2 separate regions of the Danio rerio genome follow, and region 2 is linked to region 1. The links are chromatin contacts, called in public Micro-C maps. All regions are on one chromosome and are shown on one strand. The core of a region is the stretch at or near the end of the contact, and the rest is flanking DNA. Distances in the headings are between cores, read along the strand shown.

Evidence for each region. Hi-C and Micro-C count contacts between places; a contact is called where the count stands out from the background.
Region 2: a Micro-C map of caudal fin shows a contact between it and region 1, with 2.9 times the contacts expected there. The contact joins the enhancer-like site here to the promoter of thbs1b in region 1. A contact is called at or near these places in 2 of 18 Hi-C or Micro-C datasets (caudal fin and an unstated tissue).

What each region holds. Positions count from the first base shown.
Region 1 is chr20:31,784,338-31,791,486 of GRCz12tu, reverse strand. thbs1b (thrombospondin 1b) reads left to right here and starts at 3,039. Exons shown (of 23, transcript XM_685303.11): 1 at 3,039-3,196; 2 at 3,300-3,383; 3 at 4,096-4,655; 4 at 4,737-4,812; 5 at 5,214-5,300; 6 at 5,388-5,497; 7 at 5,583-5,708; 8 at 6,151-6,247. The coding sequence starts at 3,320.
Region 2 is chr20:31,818,759-31,825,907 of GRCz12tu, reverse strand. No RefSeq gene overlaps it. Among named protein-coding and RNA genes, the nearest start is that of thbs1b, 34 kb to the right of the region's middle. Within about 2 kb of position 4,012, at least 4 of the 62 cell types and tissues checked have an H3K27ac peak or open chromatin away from gene starts, as enhancers often do. A contact at or near this core is called in caudal fin, where this site is marked.

The DNA of each region.
Region 1 (7,149 bases), core at 1,790-4,289:
TGTGCAAGGTTGGTTTTAAATCTGGAGAAACTGTGATGAGTAATCCCAGTCCTGAAATCTCCATCCCCTCCGGCATTTATAGGGCAATGAGTAGATATTTACTCAGTCATATCTTACTCCCTTATCTCCTGAACTTGAGCTTGCCATGACAGATCAGACATCAGCTAGACATCTGATCATTGTTGCTTACAGAAAAAGCTCAAAAAGAATTTCAAAAATATGTATAAACTTGAAAACTGGATCATTTTGGAAAGAATTTTGGAGCCATCTTTTTATTTATGATGTTTTACACCAAAAGTAAGCAGCTGTCTCATAACTGGAATATTTTTTCCTTTAACTCTGCAACCGGTCAACTCAAGTTGCACAGAAGCTGTTAACTGAGAGAAGCTTGCGTGCGTCATTAGGAGAATGTATGGTTTCCATGACCAAGCTTTGGAAGGCATTTAGCTTTTAGAGTTATGCTGCAGACGCTCAGACTGACAGCATCTCTTGAGACTTAGTGCCATATTTGTGAGAACAATAGGCCTGTGTGGCCACAGGGCAAAGAAAGTAAACACAAAGCAAAGATGGTTGACGCATAACCTCTTGTATCATCAGTTACATCTGTCCAGAGAGTTTTCTGAGGTCAGGTTTATCCTGACCCTCTAAACAATACAGCCTACCTCCTGTCTGACTTCTTGTCACGTCTACCAGGATCAGCCGGATGAGGATCAAACTTCAATGCACTCCTCAAGCTGCTCACGAATACGGCACTGTGAAAAGCAAAAATGCACATTTAGTGTCTTAATTATTGTTCCGTTCCACTGAAAAATCAACAAGCACTAGGGTGGCCATTAGGCGAAGACTGCTTACTTCCGCTCTTAAATTCTTGAACAGTCTAAATAGACTGTTTTGAGCAGGAATAAAAATGGTTGGATGATCCCTTTTTAATCATCTTAAAAGAGTTATTCAAAATTACTTAAAAAAAAAAACAAACAAACAAAAAAACAGAAAAAACACATTTCTGCTTCCAGGTCCAAGCCTCTTTCGGTTTTTATAACATATTTACTCATGTCAATATTCTAACCATTTTATAAAAAATGGCTCACTGTCCAGTGCTGTAGCACATATGAATAATTTGAAAAAATAAAAGTTATAAAAAATATAAATAATTTCATAGCATTGATCACATGTAGAATGTTAATCCTCCAAGGAACGTTTTCCATAGGGTTAGGCATACTTAAAAGTATAAGCTATAAGCTAAAATGTGACCAATTTAGTGCCAAGGAATATTGAAATAAACTAACAGGTATGATTTATGCATTGTCATTTGAACATTTGGAAAGCATATAAAATAAAAATCATTATATGTATATATATAAAACGATATATATATAAAACGATATATATATATATATATATATATATATATATATATATATATATATATATATATATATATATATATATATATTGTACCTGCTGCAATATGAGTGTATATAGTATATAAACACTATATATATATATAAAAAATATAAAATACTAAAATATAAAATACTATATATAAAAAAATATATTTTTAATGCTTGTTCAAACTATTTATTTAAAATGAGCTGAATCAACACAATTATTGAGTTATTTTTAATAACTTGTTTTACGTTCAATTCACTTAAATTTGATAAAACATTTAAGTTAACATAATTGATTTTTGTTAGGACAACTTAAAAGAATTGTGTGGAACCCAGCATTTTAACAGTGAGATGTGAAGACTATACTATATGTCAAAAGTCCTAGTGTAGCAGTACTGTCATATCTACTTCACATACAATTCTAGAAATTTAGTTTGTATGATTAATATCTTTTACATTTCTATTTTCATTGTAGTAGCTTTTAGGATAATACCATGTTTTTGATAGTGTTGTTTAGTTACCTTTTATATAACCATCATCCCAAATGGTTAAACTATGCTTAGTGTAGTTGGTTACCACGTGTACTTGTACATGGTTTGGCTATAATGAATTTTCATAAGGATATGTGAAGAGTTCAGATGCAAACACCTGTAAGCGCCATCTGATTTTTTTCTCCTAAAATTAGCATTTTTCAAATGTAAAAGTTGAGTAATTTTCCTTTTATGTCAATTAATATTCTATTTTCATTGCATTTTATATGAAATTAGTGTATATAAATATAGAAGTTTCAAAAAATTATAATTTTGAAAATTTTAAGATGAAACTTTGAGGTTTTTGCATCTTAACTCTTCATATATGTTTTAGGGGAGTTTTTAACTTGACACTCCTGACAACATAAAAAGTGCTGAAGTTAAACTATTTTTAATGCTAAAAAAAAAAATAAAATAAAAAAAAAAATATATATATATATATATATATATATATATATATATATATATATATATATATATATATATATATATATATATATATATATAGCATTTAGCTGATTTAACATTAAATCAACATTAGAAATCCTTTAGAGAACCAGGTGCTCAAATAACCATAGATCGGCCTCTAGCGGAGACGCGCCTTACTGCAGCAGTTACTTCACAGGCATCCCATTAGATGCTGTGAATGGCAGATACACCGTACTTAAATATAAACACTTTCTTTAAAAAAATAAATAAATAAATAAGATACAAGAAAAAGTGACGCTTGACCATGAAAACATACTTTGAACCATTTATTATAGATTGAGTGAAATGAAAATACAATAGCTAAGACAAGGAACGGAATAGACCGAATCCTCAGTGACAAGAAATAACTGACATTACTAAATGATCAAACAAAAAGCAGTGCGACGAAAATAATCAGCACTGCGGCAAATAAAACGGAACTAAACGGAAGCAGCAGTCATAAAAAGCAAAAGTATGTTTATGGAATGTGGTGGCTGGAATTTGTGCGTTTTTCCCTCGTGTGTAAGTCAGACAAACGCTCTGTGAGGTAACGCAAGCTCGTCCCTTTTCCCTTTCAGCATCTGATTGGAGGAGACGCGCGCTCAGGAATGCCATGAAACTATTTAAATAGCACTTTGCTCTCTTTGGAAATAGTTAGATTGACCACTGTAACTACTACAGCAAAGCAACATCGAATGCTGTAGATCGCGACTAAAAAGGAAAATTATTTCTTATACGACCTTTGATTGACGCATCTTAGGAATAATATCACTTTTCCCTGGATTTGCTGCTGTTTTAAACTCTTGGAAGGTGCGTTTAAGTTTTTTTTAAACCTTTGATTGATCAGACCTGTTTGAGGGTACGTTTGGCTCATTTTTAAATAACTTTTGCCTTTATTTGTGATTTCTGATAGGTTAAAGAATAAGTGATAAAATGAAGTCAACTGCAATCTTTTTGCTACTGATGCTTTGGAACTGCGAGAGCGCGAGAGTCGCAGGTGAGCGATGATTCTTGAGCTGGTGCCGTTCAGTGATTGGGACTGCTCCAGTCCTGTGGTTAAAAGAACAACTAGCTGTTAAATATTACAAAATTACTAGCCATTTGGTTATTATGCCAAAATATACTTGGGACTTGTGGGTTTATTATGTGACTTTTTAGCATCGGAAAAAAATATTTTAAGAAATATTTAAACTAAAAATAAGAATGTCTATTTTAAGTTTAACATGTTTATATTTCTCAAAAAATTCCTCAAGTATATTTCATATAGTCACCATAAAATCCATTTAAAGAAAACAGTCTACCTATGCCTTCAGTATAATAACGTACTTTATGGAATAAAGTTTAATTTCATAAATAAAAAGTAGTTAATCACCTCATAATTCACAGTATACTTTTATAAACTAAAAACGGAACAATTTAGTCACAATTAGTACACATAAAAATATATATTTAAGTCTGCTACTTAAGTAAAAGTATTCAAATATACCTACCTGAAATACACATGCTTGTTTGTAACGATACATTATATGAGCGTATGTGACCGGTCAGTTATATTGAGTTGCTATGGGCAACGATATTTGATTCAGATAATTGACAGCTGAACTGACCAATCAGAATCAAGTACCACAGAGAGCCGCGTATCAATTTAAAAGTAATCTTTAATGTTTGATATATCCATTATAACGAGATTTATTTAACCTTCCTGATAGAGAGTCGAGACGACAACAGTGTTTACGATCTGTTCGAGCTGGTCCAAGTACCAAGGAAAAACCACGGAGTGACCCTGGTGAAAGGCGACGACCCGTACAGCCCCGCCTACAAGATCCTGAACCCCGACCTGATCCCCCCGGTCCCCGAGAGCGCCTTTAGGGACCTAATCGATTCCATTCACGCCGAGAAAGGATTTCTGCTGCTGGTTAATTTCAAGCAGTTCAAACGCACGAGGGGAAGCCTGCTGACTGTGGAGAAGAATGACGGTTCTGGACCCGTGTTTGAAATCGTTTCCAACGGGAAAGCCAACACTCTGGACATTGTTTTTTCCACCGAGAACAAGCAGCAGGTCGTGTCCATCGAGGAAGCGGACTTGGCGGTGGGACACTGGAAAAACATCACTCTTTTCGTGCAAGAGGACAGGGTTCAGTTCTATGTGGGATGTGAGGAGGTGAACGTGGCGGAGCTCGATGCCTCAATCCACACCATCCTGACTCAGGAGATTCCAGGTGTGGCCAAAATGAGGATCGGTAAAGGCGCGGTGAAGGACAGGTTCATGGTGAGTGGACTGTTCACTGTATGAACTCTGTTGCATGTTAACAGAAGCGATGAGAAGTACTAACCACTTGTGGATTTTTAGGGGGTGTTGCAAAACGTGCGCTTTGTATTCGGAACCACGCTGGAAGCCATCCTGAGGAATAAAGGGTGCCAAAACTGTAAGTGTAATGCAGAACACATGAGTATGCATCCATAAGAATAATGATGAATGCAAGCTTTTGTGCACATGTTGGTTCGGTTTTCTTTACATATTAACTTTTAAATAAGTGTCTTTTTAATAAAAAAATAATTAAATTATATTTTTCTAAAAAATCGTTGGACCATAAAATTAGCAATACATCTTTTCTTTTAAGTGCAACAAAATGAACCAGGCAAACAAAAAAGCATCACATCATAAATCCAAATACATCGTCTTCTGTGCCAGTGAATGAATAATAGCAAAATTAGACCGATAATTTAAGCTGTATTCACTTTTCCATTCATTTTTAATTGAAGTCTTCTGTTTGCTCATTTTTTATAATAATCTTTAAGCCATCTGTATATCTTTTTTTTCTAGCAGCAATGACTGATATCATTACCCTTGACAATCCCATAAATGGATCCAGCCCTGCAATCAGGACAGATTACACTGGCCACAAAACAAAAGGTAAACCTTAGTTTTCAGTTAAAAATATTAGTTATTTAAAGTGCGCAAAATCCAAAACTTATAAAACTGCATATTTCTCCTTTACAGATCTGCAAATGATTTGTGGCTTTTCATGTGAGGATCTGGCTGCCATGTTTAAGGAACTGAAAGGTCTTGGTGTGGTGGTTCAAGAACTGTCCAATGAACTCCGAAAAGTGGTTAGCAAAAAGAAAGAATATATATATCAACTATATACGGTATAAACTCTCAGTTGTATTAATTTGCTAAACATTGTATTTGCAGACGGATGACAAAAACATGCTCATGAATCAAATGGGCATTCGTGCTGGTGTATGTCTTCACAATGGAATTGTGCACAAAAACAAGGAGGAATGGACAGTGGACGACTGCACAGAGTGCACTTGCCAGGTATGAGCCCAAAGAATCAGAGAGCTACCTGCTCTGTCATTAAGGCACTAATTTGTGTGTTAGCAGTGTCACTGTGGGTGTTATGATACCCAGTATTGGTCTTAGCCTTGTCCACTGTGGCAGACTTAAGCTGGGTGTATCCATTTCCCTAAGCTTCCTAGTCTCTAATTAAAATTGGGAAATGGAGGAAACTAAAGAGAGCACAGTCGACTCAACCAAACCTTATAAACTATATTCATGGTTTCTCTAAACTGGCACATCAGATCAACACTATGTTGGAATATTTAAAAGACAGACTTAAACACGACCACATGATTAAGTCTCTCAGTGTTCACATTTTCAGAGATTACTACTGTAATGTTAAACATTGTATTGCACGACTACACCAGCTGTGGCATATCCTTTAACAAGTGATCAATGAGAGTCAATGTGTTATCCACAGAATTCTGCAACGGTGTGCCGCAAGATTTCATGTCCCCTAATCCCATGTGCAAATGCCACAGTACCTGATGGAGAGTGCTGCCCTCGCTGTGGAACACGTAAGTGCTTCTGCCTAACAAAGTTCACACAGTTCAGTTGCATTAGCAAGATTTCAGGTTTCATTTGCAAAATGGCTAATTACCCTTTGTCAACAAAGTTGACATGTAAAGTATAAAGAAAAGCACACAAAAGTCACTTTTATAACCAAGCTTAAACAAAAGTGAAAGCTGTGAGCACTTTTTGGATCCTAAATGAAACTTTTCAGCAGTTTCAGCAAAATTTTACAAAGCAACAGTAAAATCACCTTCAGAATAAATAAAATTATTTTATCCATAACCTAATTTACATATTGGATAAATAAACTGTACATTACTGTTTAAAAGTTTTGGGGCCTGAAAGACTTTTTTTAAAGAAATAAATACCTCCCAATAAGCAAAGATACGTTAAATTCATACATTTAAACCAACATTAGATTAGAACCATCTTGAAATTCTATCATGTAAATAAATAAAAAAAGATCAATTCACATAAAATATATTAAATTAGCACAATGTTTCAGCACTGATAATAAGAAATGTTTCTTACACACCAACTCAACATACAGCATTAGAATGATTTTTGAAGAATCCTGCAAATATCACCTTACAATAAAAATAAACAGAAAATGTTGTATTTTTGATCAATGAATGTGTTCTTGTTTAGACAAAGAGATGCTGAAGCCATGCACTCTAAAGTACAAAAGCGAAGAGAAATACAATAGTGTCAAATTGAATAAATTGTCAAACAAGCAACATTTTGACTTTGAAAAGCTTTTGTATTGTAAGAGCTGTTGCTACCCAAACATCCACAACCATTCTAAGACATACAATAGACTTCAACCAGAGTTTAACTAATGAATGGAACACTAGAGCTTTGTGCATTGCCGAATCACTAAATGGCCATAATTGTCTAAATTGGTTAA
Region 2 (7,149 bases), core at 2,763-5,262, 33 kb before region 1:
TCCAATAAACCAAAAAATAAAACCAAGGACAGTTCACCCAAAAATAAACACTAAAAGGCATTTACTTACTCTCAAGTTGTTTCAAATCTGTAAGAGGCAATATGACAAAAGAAGACAATATGAAGAATGTTGGTGACCAGATAAAAATACTATATAGACCAATAGTTTGGTTATCCACACTCTTAAAAAAAGATCTCTTCTAGTCTTCAACAGAAGAAAGAAATTGAGGTTTTTAACAAATGGAGAATTAATAAGAGATGACAGAATTTTCATTTATGGGTGAACTACCCCTTTAATGACGCCTGTTATTAATAAAAAATAAGTTTGCTTTGTAAAATGTTGGCTAGAGACTTCCCATGTGTTGGATGATAAGATTATGTCCTGCAGCTCCCATTTTTTGAACTCGACACTGTTTTCTAGCAACTGTATCTAAGAGTACGGTGAGCACATTAGAGAAAAATTCAAGATTGAACCCCAAGAGCAAAATAGTGCTACTGATTACTCTACTTAATGTGGGCCGCTTAAGCCACACCAAACTATAGGAAGCTGAATGAAAACAGTTAGGCTTGGTGAAAATAAATCTGTTTCTGCCTAAATGTCTGCAAAACCTGCGGTACTCCATACCACTTTCGCTTAAGACACGCAAAGTTTGACATATCTCATTAACAAATCCTTCTAAGTGAACCCATGCTGTACTTTAGCATGTTGTTAAGAGACTATATTTTTTGCAGGAGAGTTTTTTCTCTTTATAGCCTCCCGATGGGTCATTAAAGGTCTCTAATCAGAATCTGTTTAGCCTGAGCCACAGAGTCTTCCTCCATCATCATCTTACTGATGCCATTAACAATCCCCAAGTTAATTGAATGAGGGAACCAAGGCAGAGACTATAAACACATGTACACAGGAAAATCTTGAAGACTTCACTAAAATGGCTTCAATCGTAATGGCAAACAGAGTTCAAGAAAACAGTGGCTGCAGACAGATGTAATCTGACCTGTTCTGTCTGGTCATTTGCCTCCAGTTTAAGTTACTCAAAGGAAAATTGCTTTAACTAAGTAAACTTTTTAATAAAACTAAACAAATACCTATTTGAGGATTTCTATTGCACACATTTCATATATTGTGCTTGGTTTCTTTCATTCATTTTTTTAACTCTTTTATGCAAATGTCACAATTCAAACAGCATGGGAGTCAAGTAAACATGATAATTTCTTCCTCTTTAACGTACATTTACGAAAAATATGAATTAACACATTTCATACAATGCCTCAAGCAGTAAATGATGCTAAGAAAACCGCCTGTAAACAATAATGTACACTTCCTGACAAAAGTCTTGTTGTCGATCCCAGTTATACGATTAACTTTAATTCGTTGATCATTTGGAAAAGTGGCAGAATTTAGATTTTTCCGATGAATCATCTGTTGAACTGCATCCCAATAATCACAAACACTGCAGAAGACCTATTGGAATCACATGGACCTAAGATTTTTACAGAAATCAGACAAGTTTGGTAAAGGAAAAATCAAGATTTAAGGGTTACATTCATTATAAAGGGGCATGCGAGAGGTCTTCAGAGTGGATGGCAACATCAACAGCCTGAGGTATCAAGACATTTGTGCTGCCCGTTACATTACAAACCACAGGAGAGGGCAAATTCTTCAGCAAGATAGCAGTCCTTCTCATACTTCAGCTTCCACATCAAAGTTGAAAGCAAAGAAGGTCATGGTGCTCCAAAAATTGGCCAGCCTAGTCACCAGACAAGAACATTATTGAGCATGTCTGGGGTAAGATGAAGGAGGAGGCATTGAAGATGAATCCAAGGAATCTTGATAAACTCTAGGAGTCCTGCAAGAATGCTTTATTTGCCCTTCTAGATGACTTTCTTAATATGTTATTTGATTCATTGCAGCGATATATGGATGCAGTCCTCTAAACTCAATTTTTTTTTCCACTGCACCATGACTTTTTATTCTATACTGTACAGTATTTCTGTTAAGTGACAAGACTTTTGTCTAAGCAAAGTCAGACCTTACTGTTTGAATTAAATAATTAAAAATCAAGGCATGATCATATTTTATTTTGGTAAAATAAAAGTAATCTAGAGGCCTTTGCCCTTCATATAAGCCACTTCTGATATCAAATGATCAACTTGAAGTCAAGTTATTATTTGTTGATCCTTAAACTTGGATGAGCAACAAGATACATTATGTTAGCATTACGTTTAGCTCTGGTAAGTAATTCACTGTGCATAAATGTAATGTATAAATGCAGGACACAATTATATAATTAAACATTGAATGTAAAACTGCCTTATCTATAGTACATGTCTGCATAAAAAAACAATAATTTGTACATAAATTGTATTGTATCTAAAAATGAAAAAGCCACTAAACTAAATTATTTATTAACTGCAGACTTTAAAAGTATTTAATTATGTATATGCATAAAGGCTTTCTATTAAATGTATAGCATTATCTGGGGATTTTTTCTACTCTTAAAAATGTCATTTTAATTTATGTAATGTGACTATTCATGTAAATGCTAAGAGATGGATTTTAAACATGTTTGTTTAAAAAAAACTATGTGTATAAATAAATCACTGCATAAATCTATAGATGTTCTCACTAATAAAATTAAGTGCAGTTAACTTATAATGAATAAGTTTGACCACCTTACAATATTTGAACAAGTAATCCCAATGTTTTAAGCATTTTAACTTAAATAGATTAAAGTAATCTTGACTTACAATAATATCTATTTACAATAATTTGGCAGTTCATCCCACTGTGGCAATCCTTGATTATTAAAGGCACAAAGCCGAAAAGAAAATGAACGAATGAACATTTGAGTGGTCACTGTACAATATTTACACAATAAAAATATTTTAGAAGTCTAGGTATTGGTTTTTGTCTACTTAAATGTTTTAGTTCAGCTTACTTGATAATTTTAAGGCAATTAATTTCCTAATATTTTCCTATTAATGTAAACACTAATAAGAAATTAACACAACTAATTATTTTAAGTCAACGATACTGAGGTTTACTTAACTAGGAAGTTGTAAATACAAACTGTTTTGAGATTATGCTCATTTAAAATTATTATACACATTTATTTAGAAAAAATGAGGAAACCAATTGCCTTAAAATTTCCAAGTAAGGTCAACTTATTACATTTCACAGTGTAGATTTATACAATTATATTTCTTAAATGTTTATAAAATTTCAATCTAAACAGCTACAAAAAATTAAGGCAAAATGTATACATTTTTTTATAACATGCTTTCCTAATAAACTTTCTATTTTAAGAGCCCAAATTATTTATAATTATTTAGTAATTACATGAATAAAATGACTAAACATGGCAGTTTTAATATTTTTTTCCTACTTGTGAAATGAAGTCAGTCAGTCATAGAAAATCTACAATTAGTCATAGATATGAGAAGAAACAAGAGAAAAGTTTGCCAGTAAGACCTTTAGTCAGTGTGCAATCATGTGTTCAAGTGAAAAGAAAACCTGCCAACACCATGTCTTGTCATACTTATTGATGATAATGAGGGTCGGTTCACTGACTTCAAGCTGCAAAAGAGTACAGACTTTGACCCTTTATGTCGACTCAAATGCAGGCCTTAGGAATCATCTCTCAACATAATTCAACAATCAATGTCAAAACAACTCTCTCTCTCTCTCTCTCTCTCTCTCTCTCTCTCTCTCTCTCTCTCTCTCTCTCTCACATAGAACATTTAGTTCTGTTCATCCACCCAAGGCGATAATCAATAGCACAGACCTCTCAGGAACCGAATATCTTTAAATGGCAGACACTGACAATAAATCACTAAAAGGCCACTTTTTACATCTGTTCTGTCAAACATGCCTTAATATTACCAAAAAAAAGTATATCAGCGATGCCCTAAGGGTGCTGTCACCACATATTCAGTGATGAGCCCTACAGGATCAAGTACTCATGGCATGCGGTAGTAAAAATTAATCATTAAGCCTGTGAAAATAGCCATGAAAATAGCTTGCAGCGAATCACATGGGTTCATACGTGAGTCACTCTCCCCCCTCCAGTGATGTGCATGAGCCTCTCACCTGCAATCTTCCATCTGCGCCCTATTTGGACGCCTAAATGACTTCACATCATTTCGCACTCAAAATTCTCCTGAAAAAATATGTAAACCAGTCTCAATGTTTGGTCTGCTTGCTAACACATGCAGAATTTGCATATTACATTGGCGTCGGACATAGCACAGACCTTGGTCATCACAAAAAAGCTAAACATAAACATCTCCCTGCAAAATTTTTACCACAACTACTTCAACTATGGTATCAGTTCTATGCAAAAAGGCATGCAACGTGACTTACTATACTTAACGAAGCACCAAAACATTTACAGATTAAAGCAAACAAGCTTGAGGGCATGGTTTCACTCGCTCATTAAAACCACCGAAACCTCAAAGCCGACTTGTCCACACTGGCAGCGATGATGATGATGATGATGATGTTGTGGATGACTAATGTATTTACATGGTTCATTCTGACATGGTACGTAAGTTACCCAACCGCTGAGCAGAAATGCTTGCGTGTGTGTGTGATTTACCGGAGCACCTGTGAGTTTCTTTGCATGATTCAAAGCCAAGTTAGAGCTGGTGGTCCTTCAAGCTTGACTTATCGCTTAATTCTGGTGGACTCCACTAACTCAAAAAGGAAATAGTTGAAAGGCACAGATAAATGCTCACGGTTAAGGGTCAGTGGCTAAAGCATTTTGATGAGAAATGACCATACAAAACATGAGAAGTGATGTAAGTCCAAGTTCAACGGGTTTGGGTGAACAGTAGCCTTTTGATCTGCCTGGTTACACTACCCCAAACCGTTTTAAAGTAGTCATGGATTGACAAATCAAATTTGCCTTGATCTTTTATCATAAAAGAGGTCACTGTACAATAACAATATCCTGAAAACAGGATGTCCTGAATCCATAATAATACCATAGTGAAATCTTTTAATGAAACCAAGTTACCGAAATCACTTTTTTTGTTTTGGTTTTTAAAGTGTCACTATTTACATACCATTTGACGTGCAAATAAATAATTATGAGAATAACTAATGAGAATGTGTAAATAAATGACTTTATAAAAAGAAAGATCCAGATTTTTTTCTAGCAGTTTCATTATTTTCTGCAGCTAAGATCTTAAAATGAGATGAGCTGTCTATTGTACTTGTTTGCATTTCATTACTATAACAAGGCTCAGAAAATTTCATATTAGGAGCTGTATTTATAGACTTTGATACACTGATTATCAGCTTACAAATATAATGTGTTATCGCTTATTGGTATCGGTGAAAATTTCCATATCAGTACATTCCCTGTTTTGGCAAATTGTTAACAGAGGCTCATTGGTAATATGTGCCCAGGGCTATATTTTGAGAACTGCAAAAATGCGCCTGGGGCTTTGTCTGGCATTTTGTGTGTACAAAGAATGCTACATGGCGGTATGACGCTAGCAACAACTTCTGTTCCTTTTTGCACTACCACTGACTGCTTACCTCCATATGGATGGCTTTTCCAGCATGACCAGTTTGCTCTGTAGCTCGACACTTAGAATGTGGAGCAGAGTGGACCAGGGTAAGAATCCAGCGAAAGATGCTTCCAGAAACCTGATAAAACAAAACAAAACAAAAAAAAGCAGTATGAAATAGTGTATGCAGTAGAAGTATAATATTGACTAACACTTTTTTTAATGATCTCACAACAGACATTCTCCTGAATGTATGACAAACTGATAATTGAATTTGTTCTTTAAATCCTAGCCTACTAATATACTATAATACTAATAGGGGTGTCACAATTAATTGTATCTTCGATGCACCGCGATGCAGACACTGAAAAAATTGTATCAGTTCAATAATAGATTATAAACGGTTATTACGTACTGACATCATTTATCTCATATGTTATAGCTTTCTATGGCACCCCTAAAGATGTTATATTTTATTTTGACTCAATTTATCTGTTAAATTTATAATGATTCTTTCGATTTTATTTGGTAAATTTTATATTCATTAATGCAGATTGAACAACTCGCTCCTGTACATTAATAGCAAGAAATGTCAAGATACAATTGAAGTTGCTAAGGAAATGAAGTAAATTGAACCGCAAACTTGCTGTTAATTGGGTAGATTAAATGATCTCTTACTTCTATTGTCATTGTAAAGGTTTTAAGTTTGAAATGTTGAAAGTGTCTTTTTATTTATTTTGATTGTGTGATTTATTTTTTTGTTTATTTTATGTTTTTAATAATGTTTGTATTATTTGGATATCATGTTTAAAATGTATATTTGCTGTTGTTTCAATAAAATAAATAAATACAATTTTTTTTACAATTAAAGTGAGCACGAGTATTTAGAAGACTCCAGCTTCGTAAAAAGTTACAGCAGACGCCCTGTTTCTTTGTTAAGGAGAAAACAAAAGTAAACTCAATTTCTCTCTCTCTGTGGAACTTTGACCTGCTGGTTTGAGGTAACGTTTCCTCTCTTCCCTGCTGTTACAGCAATACTTCTGGATACAGAAATGATGCATGTATGCAGAGCAAGTTTTCTCCTCAGTGTCTATCATGGATCAGCTGTGATCGCCACTACCATTTATCTGTATCATTTATCGGTGAATGGTGCCAGAGCATTAAAGCCAATCGCAGGCCTTTCTTTCGAGCGCATAATCAATCATAGGGGTGTAAGAACTCGCTTGACAAGGCTCAGAAAGCGAGCAGGAAAATTTAGATTTGTTTACTTGCTATAAATGCTCATGTTGTTTTGTGTATGTACTTGAGTTTTTTTTTGTATTAAAAGACAAATTTGTATTACAAATAATATATAAATATATTTGTAAATTTTAATACAAAAAATGTTGTGTTGTGAAGTGAAATATATTTGTATATGGAAAGCATTGTCGATGCACGGTGATGCACTGAGATATCAAATTGAAGCAATTCTATGGCATGATAATTGTAACCGAACCTATGTAAGATCAATGTAAGTTCACACCTCTAAGTACTAATATGGTTAAGAGAGTTATTTTGGGATGCAGTAGCAAAGATATTATGGTGAAAACATTTTTAAAGAGAACCATCAAAACAAGATGCAACTGAATTTTAG